2 separate regions of the Ovis canadensis genome follow, and region 2 is linked to region 1. Evidence: chromatin contacts called from public Hi-C data. All regions are on one chromosome and are shown on one strand. Each heading gives the region's core, a stretch centred on a gene start, on an enhancer-like site or on the middle of the called end of the contact. The rest is flanking DNA. Distances are from core to core; before and after follow the strand shown.

Region 1 (6,766 bases), core at 1,461-3,960:
ATGCAGTCGTTGACCCACCTGTGGGGCTCCTGGAAGAGCCCCTTGGGAAGAGGTGTGTCTGTGAACATCACTGCCTAGCCACTGCCCACCTCACTTCAGTGGCTTCCCTTTGCTCTTGGGTGAGGACTAAATGCTTTCCCATGGTCCCCAGTGCAGCAGAGTGAGGCCTAGCTTTCTTCCCCTCCTCTTGGTTCTATTGCCCCTTCTCCCTTTCAACTCTTGTGCCCTCTTACCTCCAGGCCTTTGCACATGCTACAGCCTTTTCCCGAAATTTCCAGCTCCCTCCCTATCACGTCTCCTTGCTACCCAACTTTTACTCGTCCTTTAGGGCTTGGCTGGTGCCCTGAAGGATGAGAATTCAAGCCTGGGCCTGGGCTTAGAATCTCTTGCTAACTAAACACAGGGTGCTCTTAGTGCTGGGCCGACAAGCTGCCTCCCAGGGTAAGGCGGGAGAAGGATTCTAAGCCCAGGCCCTTGGCTCCTCCGCTGCCTCTATGCATTGGCTCCTCTGCCTACACATGTGGACCCTTGCTTCCTTCCTACAGGCTCTAATTACATGTTCAGTAGCGTGATTATGTCATTAATTTCTGCCTGATCCACTCAAATGACTGAACTCCCAACCTCCAAGGTCAATTTGAGGTTTTGCCCCTCAGGGCTGCTGGTAAAAACCATTTTCAGTTAGGCATGGGAAGAGATCCTGTTGGTCTGGCCCTTTCCCTTGTGTGGACCCAGGGCTCAAGCCTTCCTACCCACTCTTCTCCCAGTAGGTCTCGGATAGGAGTGGAGAGGGGGATATGGTGGGGATGGAACAGACAGTAGCGTCAGGCATTCTCAGCTTGGTTTCCGAGCCCCTGGGACCTGTGTGGGGACACTTGAGAGAGGGACAAGGTCTGCCCATTGCCCTGTCCATGTGTTTCCCCCGCTCCCCACACCCTACAGGTGTTTGTTTTGGGAATGAAACCTTGTCGAGGTACTCCCACCATAGTACCTCAGCATAGATTCTTTGCAGCCTCCTGCCTCTTCCTCACCCTGAGCTCCTGTGCCTCCAAAGGAGCTAGCCTGGCAGTCTAGTACCAGCTCACTTCCATCAGGCTCCTGAGTCCCCCAACCCCTATCCTGTCCTCCAGAGCTACACCTTGACATTAGGCACAATGAGAGAATAGATCACATTTTTTCCTTTTGGCTGAATGAGCTGACTCCCCAGGGAAGCTGTAAGATACCAAGAGCAAGGCTTCTTCCCTAATTCTTTGAGAAGCTGGTTCTAGGGAGAATTACAACAAGGGGTTAGGGAGGAAATGAACATATTCTAGGATCACCTGCACTTTTAATACTTTATTTCACTGATTACTTACAACAACCTCAAGAGACAGTTTCATGAAGGCTTTGCAAATTGCCCAAGGTCACACAGCAGCAGAGCCAGGCTTGGGACTCCGCCCTCTGCTTTCCCACAACAAAGCATCTACTGTACATGGACCCAAGAATCATATACCTTTCCTCAGTGGCTTCCTGGTCTGTATGCCCACAGGGTGGGAATGAGGAGCAAATGAAGCCATGGGCAAGGTGCTCAGGAAGTGACAGGATTTAGCATGAAGGATCTGGTTCCCCTCATCTCAGCATTAAGGGCTGGGGTAGGGGAGTGAACCAAGCCTCGGGGAGCCCCAACATGTCCATTCCCAACATTTTTGCCTCCAAAGTGTCCCTGTGTCTCAGGAACCATCACTGTGCACCCAGCGCCCAGGTGACCCATGCTGTTATCCCCTTCCACACCGCAGAGAATCCCCTAAGGCTCCCACACCCACACATCCAGATGGTCTGCCTGTCCCTTCGCCTGCCCCTCCCTGCTCGGGTCCCAGCGCACTACCTGGTGTAGTCCATGATGGTGTTCAGCCTGTGCGCGATGGTCAGCACTGTGCAGGTCTCAAACTGGGTGCGGATGGTGGCCTGGATGAGGTCGTCAGTCTCCAGGTCAATGGCGGCCGTGGCCTCGTCTAACACCAGGATTCGACTCTTGCGAAGCAGGGCTCTGGCCAGGCACACGAGCTGCCGCTGGCCCACACTGGGAGTAGGGAAAGCAAGGAAGTCTCCAGCTGGGTGCCCCCAACCTGCCCCCCAGGCTTTCCTCCCCAAGCTGTTTCTGTCTCTGCTCCTTTTCATTAGCCTCGGGCTGGCTCTCTTGTCTAACCTCTCCCATTTCTGCCTTAGCCCAGTACTCCTGGAACACAGAGCTGAGGTCTGGACACCACCGGGATAATGAGGGGCCTTGAGGTAGAGCCAGTACTTAACATTGTGAAATCCCCAGTCTCTCCGTGGCACCCCCGGCTCCCTCCTTCTGTGCTTCTTCCCCCGTCTCTCTCTTTAAGCTAGTGCCACCATGCCTCTGTTTCACTCTGTTAGTCATTTACACCTTAGTAATCACATACTGGAATGACTCCTCCTGGTATTTGCATACATCATGCTATCTTGCTGAGCCTAATACCACACAATTCAGCCATCTCCTGCCCCCATAGGGAATACAGATCAGGGCTCTATGGTGGGAACTCAGAAGGGGCAGGGCAGAGGAGGATCTAGGGGGCTCCCCATGTCTAGTCACTGGAGAGGTGGAGGAGGGGTGAAATGCTTATCTTCAACCCCTGCCTTGGAAGCCAGAGCTAAGGAACAAAGCAAGGCGGTGTTCCCAACCACAGAGGCTACAGCACCCCCACACCCAAGGACAAATACCTCAGCCCTTCCCAAAGGGGTGAGTCACTCCAGCCCAAGTGAAGACCAGGCTCTCTTTCAGCCCATTCCCGCAACTAATGAAGGTTTTGGCAGCAGAATGAGCTGCCAGATAGAATTTAGGGCTGATTTATGGTGGGACTGGCACAGGATACAGGTTATGCTTAAAGTGACTACAAGCTCAGGGAGGGAGGAGGGGAGTGCATTTCTGTCTCAGGTCCTGGTTGATGTGGGGATGGAGGGGTGATCTGGTGAGACGTGCTGATGGCAAGCAGGGATCAGAGAATGGGCCAAAAAACAGCTATGGGGCATAGGGTCTGGTAGCCTAGGCTTGTCTGCCAGCCACCCTCAACCTGGTTGTGTGAGATCCAGGGACTGGACACATTCATTCTTACAAGACTGACTCTGGAGGTGGGGGCATCCCACCAGTGGCTATGAGGCAGCAAGTAAAGGCTTGGGGCAAAAACTCCCACTTCCCTGAGTCCTTGCCCCACCCCTTGCTAGCTAAGTGGCTTTGGGCAAATCGTTTTATACTTTGGAGCCTCATTTCTAGCCCACAGGACTGCAGTAAAGATTAAAGGAGATAGTGGAGGCCAACGTGCCTTGAACACTATTAAGTTTTTCCAGTATTCATGTATGGATGTGAGAGTTGGACTATAAAGAAAGCTGAGCGCCAAAGAATTGATGCTTTTGAACTGTGGTGTTGGAAAAGACTCTTGAGAGTCCCTTGGACTGCAAGGAGAGCCAACCAGTCCATCCTAAAGAAAATTAGTCCTGAATGTTCATTGGAAGGACTGATGTTGAAGCTGAAACTCCAATACTTTGGCCACCCGATGCGAAGAGCTGACTCATTTGAAAAGACCCGGATGCTGGGAAAGATTGAAAGCAGGAGGAGAAGGGGACGACAGAGGATGAGATGGTTGGATGGAATCACCGACTCAATGGACACGAGTTTGAGTAAACTCCGGGAGTTGGTGATGGACAGGGAGGCCTGGCGTGCTGCGATTCATGGGATCACAAAGAGAGTCGGACACGACTGAGTGATTGAACTGAACTGAACTGAACTGAAATGTACAAGTTTTTGTTTTTGTTTTGTCTGGAGAGAGTCCACTCAGGTATGGACTGAGTAGAATAATAAGAATAGCTAAATTTCTCAGGAGTGTATCCAGTCTAAGTGCTTTCCATTTCATCACAAAACCCATAAAACCACCCTGTCCAAATGATGGCCACTAGCCACACATGACTGTGGGCTACCTGAAATGAGGCAAATCTGAATCGAGATGTGCTGCTGCTGCTAAGTCGCTTCAGTCGTGTCCGACTCTGTGCGACCCCATAGACAGCAGCCCACCAGGCTCCCCCATCCCTGGGATTCTCCAGGCAAGAACACCGGAGTGGGTTGCCATTTCCTTCTCCAATGCATGAAAGTGAAAAGTGAAAGTGCTGTAAGTGTAAAAATACACACAGGATTTTATACTTAATATGAATAAATGCAAGATATCCATAATAGCTTTTATATCAATTACATGTTGAAGTGATTTGAAATATCTAATATTTTAAAATATCTAATATTTTAGATATTTTGGGCTAAATAAAATACATAATTCCAAAATTTAATTCATCCGTTTCTGTTTTCAGCGTGGCTGTTAGGCAGCACGGTGCTAAAGGAATGGAACTGTTGTCCCATACTCCTTTCAGAGTTAAGAAAACGAAGGCACAGAGAGGTTAAGCAACTTGCCCCAAACCACACAGTTAACACAGGCACATGTATCTCAAGCTTTTAGACTCAGTGAGAAGTGACTCTGACCTTCTCTGATACATGACCCAGTGGCTGGGGATATAAAATCTGGGGCTATAAGGAAGCAAAGAAAGGCCTGGAGAGCTCACTTTGCCCACTTCTAAACCAGAGACAAAATTGCATCCAACTCGGAAAAAATAAAAGACTTCCCTAAAGTTCTCTGTTTCCTCTGGTCTTCTCAACATTCGGTCCACAGCCCCCTCATCAGGCCAAGCACAGCACTGACAACCTCACAAGAGGAAACTGACTGGGGCCTTGGAGTCTCCCAGACCTAGCTGAAAGCCCAGGCATGTCTTCTCCCAGCTGTGCCCCTTTGGCCCTAGCTCAGTCTCTCTGGGGCTTGTGTGAGGAGTCAGTGAGAAGCCTGGCACACAGACATGCTCAATACAGTAGAGCGCCCCGAGTTCAAATCACTAGGCCATTCAAATATGACCAAATCGAATGCCTTATGATTATACAGTGGATGTGGCAAATAGAGTCAAGAGATTAGATCTGGTAGACAGAATGCCTGAAGAACTATGGACAGAAGTTAGTAACACTGAACAGGAGGCAAGGACCAAAACCATCCCCAAGAAAAACAAACACAAAAAAAGGCAAAGCGGTTGTCTGAGGAGGCTGCACAAACAGCGGAGAAGAGAAGTGAAAGGTGAAGGACAGAGGGAAAGAGACACTTTCTCACTCACCTAGAGCCAGACCTCCTGGAGTGTGAAGTCAAGTGGGCCTTAGGAAGCATGACTACGAACAAAGCCAGTGGAGGTGATGGAATGCCAGCTGAGCTGTTTCAGATCCTGAAAGATGATGCTGTGGAAGTGCTGCACTAAACTTGCCAGCAAATTTAGAAAACTCAGCAGTGGCCACGGGACTGGAAAAGGTGTTTTCATTCCAACCCCAAAGGTGGGCAATGCCAAAGAATGTTCAAACTATGGTACAGCTGCACTCGTTTCACATGCTAGCAAGGTAATGCTCAAAATCCTTCAAGCTAGGCTTCAACAGTATATGAACTGAGAAATTCCAGATGTACAATCTGGATTTAGAAAAGGCAGAGGAACCAGAGATCAAATTGTCAACATTGGTTGGGGTCATAGAAAATGCAAGGGAATTAAAAAAAAAAACAACCCACTTCTGCTTCATTGACTATGCTAAAGCCTTTAACTGTGTGGATCACAACAAACTGTGGAAAATTCTTAAAGAGATGGGAATACCAGATCACCTGACCTGTCTCTTGAGAAACCTGTATGCAGGACAAGAATCAACAGAACTGGTCATGGAACAATGGACTGGTTCCAAATTGGGAAAGCAGTATGTTAAGACTGTATATTGTCACCCTGCTTATTTAATTTATATGTAGAGTACATCATGCAAAATGCTGGGCTGCATGACTCACAAGCTGGAATCAAGATTGCCGGGAGAAATACCAACAACCTCAGATATGCATGTGATACCACTCTAACGGCATAAAGTGAGGAGGAACTAAAGAGCCTCTTGTTGAAGGTGAAAGAGGAGAATGAAAAGGCTGGCCTAAAATTCAACATTCAAAAAATGAACATCATGGCATCCAGTTCCATCACTTCATGGCAGATAGATGGGGAAAAAATGGAAATAGCGGCAGATTTTATTTTCTTGGACTCCAAAATCACTGTAGACAGTGACTGCAGCCATGAAATTAAAAGATGCTTGTTCTTTGGAAGAAAAGCTATGACAAACCTAGACAGCATATTAAAAAGCAGAGACGTCACTTTGCTGACAAAGGTCCATATAATCAAAGCTATGGTTTTTCCAGTAGTCATATACAGAGGTGAGAGTTGGACCCTAGATAGCTGAGTGCCGAAGAATTGATACTTTGGAATCCTGGTGCTGGAGAAAACTCTTGAGTCCTTTGGACAGCAAGGAGACCAAACCAGTTGATCCTAAAGGAAATCAACCCTGAGTAGTCACTAGAAGGACTGGTGGTGAAGCTGAAGCTCCAATACTTTGGCCACCTGCTGTGAAGAGCCAAATTTCTGGAAAAGACCCTGATGCTGGGAAGGACTGGGGGCAGGAAGAGAAGGGGGCGACAGAGGACGAGATGGTTGGATTGCATCACTGACTCAATGGACGTGAATTTGAGCAAACTCTGGGAGATGGTGAAGGACAGGGAAGCCTTATGTGCTGCAGTCAGTGGGGTTGCAGAGTCCGACACGATTTAGTGACTCAACCACAACAAGATGGGAGTGGGAGGGCAGGAGAGGGCTGGCCTGGTGTCATTTGATGCTACAT
Region 2 (6,508 bases), core at 1,944-4,443, 190 kb after region 1:
TATAGAGAAGTTGCAGTTAACATTTTTGCCACTTTTGCTTTGTCTCTCTCTAAATATGTGCCAAGTTGCTTCAGTTGTGTCCAAGTCTTTCCAACACTATGGACCGTAGCCAGTCAGGTTCCTCTGTCCATCGGATTCCCCAGGCAAGAATACTGGAGTGGGCTGCCATACCCTCCTCCAGGGGGTCTTCCTGACCCAAGGATCAAACTCGTGTCTCTTACATCTGCTGCATCGGCAGGCGAGTTCTCTACCACTAGCACCACCTCGGGAGCCCCCTCTCTAAATACACACACATATTATTATTACGTTGAATTTTTTGAGAGTAAGTTATAGACCATGCTGTCTAAAAGAACCATGTGGGATGGCAAAAATGTTCTGTAATTGCAGTGTCCAATATAATAGATACTAACCACATGTAGTTGTTTACATTTTAGAAGTTAATTAAATTTAAATACTCACATTCTAAGTGTTTCCTAGCATGAGGTCAGTGGCAACTATACTGGTCAGTGAAGATTCAGAACATTTTAGTAGAATATGGTAGCCACTGCTCACAGGCTAGTAGGCACTCGTAATATCGTTATCTAAATGTAAAAAACATTTCTTAAGAATAAGGACATTCCCTTACACAGCCACAATCTAATTACAGAGTTCAGGAAATGTAACATGGACACAATCCCCTTATCTAACACACAATCTTATTCAAAGTTGGCCAATTGTCCCTAAACATCTGTTGTAGTGATTTCCTCGTCCCACCCCAATTCAGTATTCAATCAGGGGTCACACATGCATGCAGCTGTCACTGTCTCTTTAGTCTCCTTTAGTTGAGATCCTCATCCTGCCTTTGTCATTTATGATACTGACATTTTTGAACAGTACAGGTCAGTTGTTTTAAAAACTGCCTCTTAGGGAATTCCCTGGCAGTCCAGCGGTTAGGACTTGGCGTTTTCACTGACAGGGGCCCAGGTTCAAAATCCCTGGTCAGAAAACTAAGACTCCACAAACTACACATTGTGGCCAAACCCCACCCCCTCCAAAATCTCTTAATTAGTCCTAGAGATCTCCTGTACATCACTGTGTTTATAGTCAGCAACACTGTACTGTACATTAAAAAGTTAACAGGGTAGATCGATCTCATGCTATCTGTTCTTATCCATACGTGTACAAAGTCTCTTAGGTGTCCTGATGTTTTCTCACAATTAGATTCAAGATATGTAAGTATTTGGAGGCCAGAAGAAATGGTATGTCCCTTTCAATATGTCCCATAATGAAAAAGCCCTGACCCCAAACTCTTTGGTAAGTGGTACACATACTTGAAATGGGTGTGTGTGGAGTCGGGGTGGGGATACTGGCTATAGAAATACCAAGGGCCAACCTGAGAGGAACACATTTCTCTCCCCACTTAAAACCCTTCAGTGACTCCCTTGTCACCACTAGGCAAAACTGCAAGTTTCCTAGTCTGGTGCTGAAGACTTCTGGGCCCCAGCTTGCAACTTTGTCCCCAGCCTCTCCAGTCACGAGGAATGGCTCAAAGGTCCTCCCAAACAGGCAAGCTCTTCCAAATCCGGTCTTTCCCCCTCAACACCCTCCTCTGATGGACTCCTCTTCCTTATTCAAACATCACCTTCTTCAGGAAGGTTTCCATGATTTTGTCAGACTGACATGCCCTTCAGGCCATACTCCTGAAAGCCTTTTGTAGAGACCCCATTCACAAGCAGACTTTATCATGCTGCAGTGATCTGACCACCTGTCTGCCTCCTTCTGTGTCTCCAGTCAGGTAGTAAATCTTTCAAGCATCTACTATGTGCCAGGAATTGTAGTGGCTGCTTGTAATACCGGGATGAACAAAAAGGCACGCATGATCCCTGCCTATTAGGGCTTGTAGTCTAGCATTCAAACAGACAAGTAGGTGTCATCACACACTTTTCAGTGCCTACAGGGCCCTGGCACAAAGGAGGAGCTCCACAAATATTTGCCCTATGAGTGAATGTGACTGGATGAGAGACATCCTGGATGTCCCAGGATAAGGTGGGTGAGATGGGTTACCTGGAGGCCAATGGACAGCCTGTTGACTCCTGCTGCCCCAAATGCTGCCAGCCTGGAGCCTGAGGCCGAAGTGGGGTTGGCCTCCAGTGTGACTTCAGAGTCTGCAGGCAGGTGAGTTGCCTGGGCCACTGCCTCCAGGACAGCTGCCACAGTATGGGGGCTGGCCAGACTGGGGGTACCCCCACCAAAGAACACAGACTCCACTCTAGGGAAAGAGAATGGAGATGAAGACATGGCGGAGCCCTCCAGGATGCCTGCAACCTGTTCCGCTGCCCTACACAATTCCCAAGACCCTGCCCCCAGTACCCACCGTCGCACTCCGCTGAGTCTCAGCAGCGTCTGAGCCTCGGTCACCAGACAGCGCCTCAGAGCAGCCTCGTCCACACCACGGGGGATGTACTTGTTGAAGTTGCAGTAACTACAGCGCTTCTCGCAGTAGGGCCACTGGGGGTAGGGGGCATGTGAACCGGATGAGAGGTGACCCTGGGCTGCCCCGGCCATTTCCAGGGTTCAGTCGCACACACCCCCATCCTGATTCCGCGGTCCGTCAACCTCTTAGCCACACAACTCTCCAAGGGGATTAGTAAGTCCACTTCAGTAGGAGAAAACTGAGGTTCAGAAGGGAAATCACTTGCCAAGGTCAACGAGATTGTGCACACCAGAGACTTCAGTTCTCCGGGCCAAGACCTTTCCCCGCCAGGGAACAGGTCCCAGACCTCGTCTCGGGCCGGTGAAGGACGGCAGGCGGGCCCGCGGCGTGACAAGCGCCACGGGGGCCCGCGGCCCTGCGCTCCCGCCACCCCGCCTCCCCTCCCCACTCACGTGGACGTAAAGCGCGGCGCGCCGGCTCCCGGGCGCAGGGCTCTGGGTGTTGGGTCCTCCCGCGTCCTCCGCGCGGCGGCGCCTCTGAGCCATCTTGGCGGCCTTCACCCAGCCGCGGGCCTGGGACCGCGGGAGGGCCATGGCGCCCGCTTGGCTGAGCGGCCCGTCGCGCGGGTCAGGACGCGAGCCCGAGAAGCCCGGGGTAGGGCTTACGGTGCGCGCAGAGCCGGGCGGGGCGGGGGTGGGGGTAGCGGAGCGGCCCCCCCGGCGGAGGGACTGGGGCTGCGTGGCCGCGCCCTTTGACGGAGCACCGCGCTAAGGGCTCGGGGGCGTAGCGCCACCTGCTGGGCACCGACGCCCTCACCGCAGCCGCCCTGCCGTCCTTTCTCTGGCGGCTGGAGGTGTAGTGGGGCAGCTCCGCACTTGGCACCACATCGCGAGCGAGTTCCTGGATCGATCCAGGACCTGTTAGTTCGTTCAGTAGGTTTCTTCACGTTTTATGTGCCTGGCTCAGAGTTTCGGCGCTGAGGACATCCAGATGCATAAGATTAGGGCGAAGTGCAGGTACACGAGACAGAGGAGACGTAAACCAACAAGCGACAACAGGCAACCGATTTAATTCAGCACCTCCTGGACGCCAGGCCAGTGTGCTTCGTGCTGTGAGGTTGGTCTGTTACAAGGGCTGTGGAATCAGTGGGGGAGGAGAGGGCACTTGGACTGAAGGCTGCAGGGGCAGAAAATCCCTGCTTGGTCAGGAGTGTAGGCTGTCACCAGGGTTGGGCCAACCCCAGGCATCTGCTGTGAGGAGAGTCAGAGATGATGTATGTGGGACAGATAGGGTTCAGAAGAAGGGCTGGACAATCAGACACCCGAAGAACTGTCCCAGGAAGTGGAAAGACCATGGGCTTTGGAATCAGGCAGCTGGGTTCTAATTCCAGCTGTGTAAATTTGGGCAAGACACTGAACTTACTGAGTTTTCCGTTTCAGCCTTTGTGAAGTGGGGCTAATGCCTGCTTGACTGTGTTCTTGGGAAGATTTCAACAGGAAATGTTGGATGTATCTGGATGTGGATGTGTCTGTATGTATACAGTGACTGGCACTCTAAACACCCTAAATTTATGTTCATTTTCTAAAAAGTAAAGATGAGGCTGCTGCTGCTGCTGGGAGCAAACAATGGGAGATAAGGCTTGCAAGCAGAAGGAACTTTTCCTTCTGTCTCTGAACTAGAAATCGACGTGCTTAGCTGTTTTTTATTTCTTGGCTCAAGCTACAGCTTGCTTTATCCTGCTTTAACTGCCCATTAAGGAAGCCCTGGTTTCACTGACTAAGAAAAAAGATAAAAATTGGTTTGGTTGGGAGGGATGGGGGGGTAGGGGGGTGTAGAATGATAGTTAAAGGGTATAGAGTTTATTTTTAAGAGGTGATGAACATTTTTTATGTTGACTTTGTAGATCAGTGCACATATCTGTGAATATACTAAAACCATTGAATGTAACACTTTAAATGGGTGAATTGGGTAGTAGGTGAATTATAACTCAATAAAGCTATTTAAAAAATACTTCTTGCTGCACTAATCTGGCAACAATGTGAAAAAGAAATGTGTGCTGATATCTAATTGTGTTAGATTAGATAACACCCTAATTGTGTTGATATCTCAAAGGGATGAGCGAGGATTAAATGAAGTAGATAATGCACACCAAAGTGCTTAGCACCATTGTTGACAAGGAATAGGAGTTTTAAAGTGCTTTGGGTCTCTTCCCTTCTCCATCCTGTAGCAGCTGCAAAGAGAGCACACCAGCAAGAGACCAGCCAAAGTAAACAGAGAAGCTCTTTATGCCAGATCATAGAGCAGACGTGGGGAATGTGGGAGAAGGGCAGGGAGGAAGGATCTTCTCCCTTTATTCACAGGTTTAGATGTTGCTCCATCTGCTCCCGAAGTTTGAATTTCTGGATCTAGAGGAAAGAGAAGGAAGTGAGAATTAGGCAAGCTAGCTAGGGTGTCCAAGCCCTGCTGGTTTGCCTGCGACTGAAGAGTTTCTCAGGCTAAAGCCAGGAAAGTTCAGGGCAAACCAGGATGAGCCGACAAACTTGTGACCCAGCTGCCAGCCTCTCAACAGACTCTGGCTCATCACTCTGGGAGGCTCAGGCAGGGCCACCTGACCTTCTGCACCTGGGCTCCAACTTCCCTGCCCCTCCCTAGTCTCCTTACATACCTTTCCTGAGACGGTGAGGGGGTAGTTTGTGACAAAAACGATGTACCGGGGAATCTTGAAGTGGGAGATCTGCAGGCCAGAGGGGGATAAAGCATGAGGTTGGGCAGGGTCACGGTGGGCAGTGGGCTGACAGGTTGGCAGGTAGAGGTTATTAGAGAACTGAGCAACACGGTGATGCTTGGGGTGAATTGAGGCTCCCACCTTCCCTTTGCAGAAAGCCTTGATCTCCTCTGCCGTGGTCTTCTCCCCTTCCTTGAGCCGAATGCAGGCACAGATTTCCTCCCCCATGCGGTCATCCTTCACTCCCACCACCTTCCAGAGTCAGAGACAGATATCAGACATCCCCATCTGTGTCCCCTGCTCTTGGGCTCTCACCTGGGCTGGGTGCCTCACCTGCACTTCCTGAACCTGTGGGTGTGTGTGAAAGAAGTCCTCGAGCTCGGCGGGGTAGATATTCTCGCCGCCACGGATGATCATATCCTTAGACCGGCCCACAATCTTGCAGAAGCCCTGCTCATCCATCGTGGCGATGTCTCTGCAAGGAAAGCCCAGGAGCGGCCTCTGACATCTGCCTCGTCCGGCTGGCTCACTCACTCTCTCCCAAACACTTAGGAAACACCTACTGTATGTCTTACGCGACTCTAGACTCTGGGACATATGTCACAAACAAGACATTACCTGGATCATACGGGAGGAACTATCTCACATAGAAGGCAGACCAAACTAAGTAAACCCATACCTATAGCATATTTCTCTCTCTCTCGCTCTCTCTCTAAACATATCTATGCATACACCTTTTGGGGCTGGCTTCTTACCATTCAGGTTTCAGCCCAAACATTTCCACCTGAGAGAAGCCTCCTCTGATCACCAAAGAGAAAAGAATCTCCCTTCTCCACCACAGCCACTCTCTCTCCTGTGATCCTGTCTTATTAGTTGTGTTTATGAATGTAGGAAATGATCTTGACTGTATCTGTCTCCCTCCATCAGACATGTGGGAAGTAATAGCAGGATCCTCCCCTTTGCTTTCCCCTGGACCACCAGTGTTTAGAACAGTACTAGCACATGGCGGGTGCATAATTAGAATTTGTTGAATTAAATGACTGCCTGAATCTAGGCTCAGATTTTGCAGGCACTACCCTAGGAGTTCTCATCTGTACTGTGTTTGGTCCTTCCAGGAGCCCTATTTGGAGAATATGATCATCCTCATTTTATACATTTTTGAAACTAAGTCTCCGAGATGTGAAGGGGCTATCTTGACAACTGGTTCTCCCAGTTCTAGTTCAGTGTTCCCAACTCAGCCTCAGGACCCCCAGCTTCCCCTTGGCAGCCGACCGCTCCACCCTGCCCTGCCTTCTCACCCCGTCCGGTACCACTTGTCCTGTCCAATTGCTTCCTCGGTCTTCCGGGGCTCACCCCAGTAGCCCAGCATG

What was found. Hi-C and Micro-C count contacts between places; a contact is called where the count stands out from the background.
Region 2: a contact with region 1 is called in a Hi-C map of fibroblasts, with 4 times the contacts expected there. The contact joins the promoter of RSAD1 here to the enhancer-like site in region 1. A contact is called at or near these places in 2 of 2 Hi-C or Micro-C datasets (fibroblasts and lung).

The regions. Positions count from the first base shown.
Region 1 is chr11:44,443,486-44,450,251 of ARS-UI_OviCan_v2, forward strand. ABCC3 (ATP binding cassette subfamily C member 3) reads right to left here. Exons shown (of 32, transcript XR_011247055.1): 31 at 1,862-2,056. Among named protein-coding and RNA genes, the nearest start is that of ANKRD40, 22 kb to the left of the region's middle. Within about 2 kb of position 2,711, the one cell type or tissue checked has open chromatin away from gene starts, as enhancers often do. A contact at or near this core is called in fibroblasts, where this site is marked.
Region 2 is chr11:44,633,877-44,640,384 of ARS-UI_OviCan_v2, forward strand. It overlaps RSAD1 (radical S-adenosyl methionine domain containing 1), which reads right to left and starts at 3,194. Exons shown (of 10, transcript XR_011247077.1): 1 at 2,866-3,194; 2 at 2,354-2,487; 3 at 2,044-2,248. ACSF2 (acyl-CoA synthetase family member 2) reads right to left here. Exons shown (of 16, transcript XM_069543131.1): 12 at 6,437-6,508; 13 at 5,472-5,613; 14 at 5,280-5,390; 15 at 5,079-5,147; 16 at 4,676-4,818. The coding sequence ends at 4,768.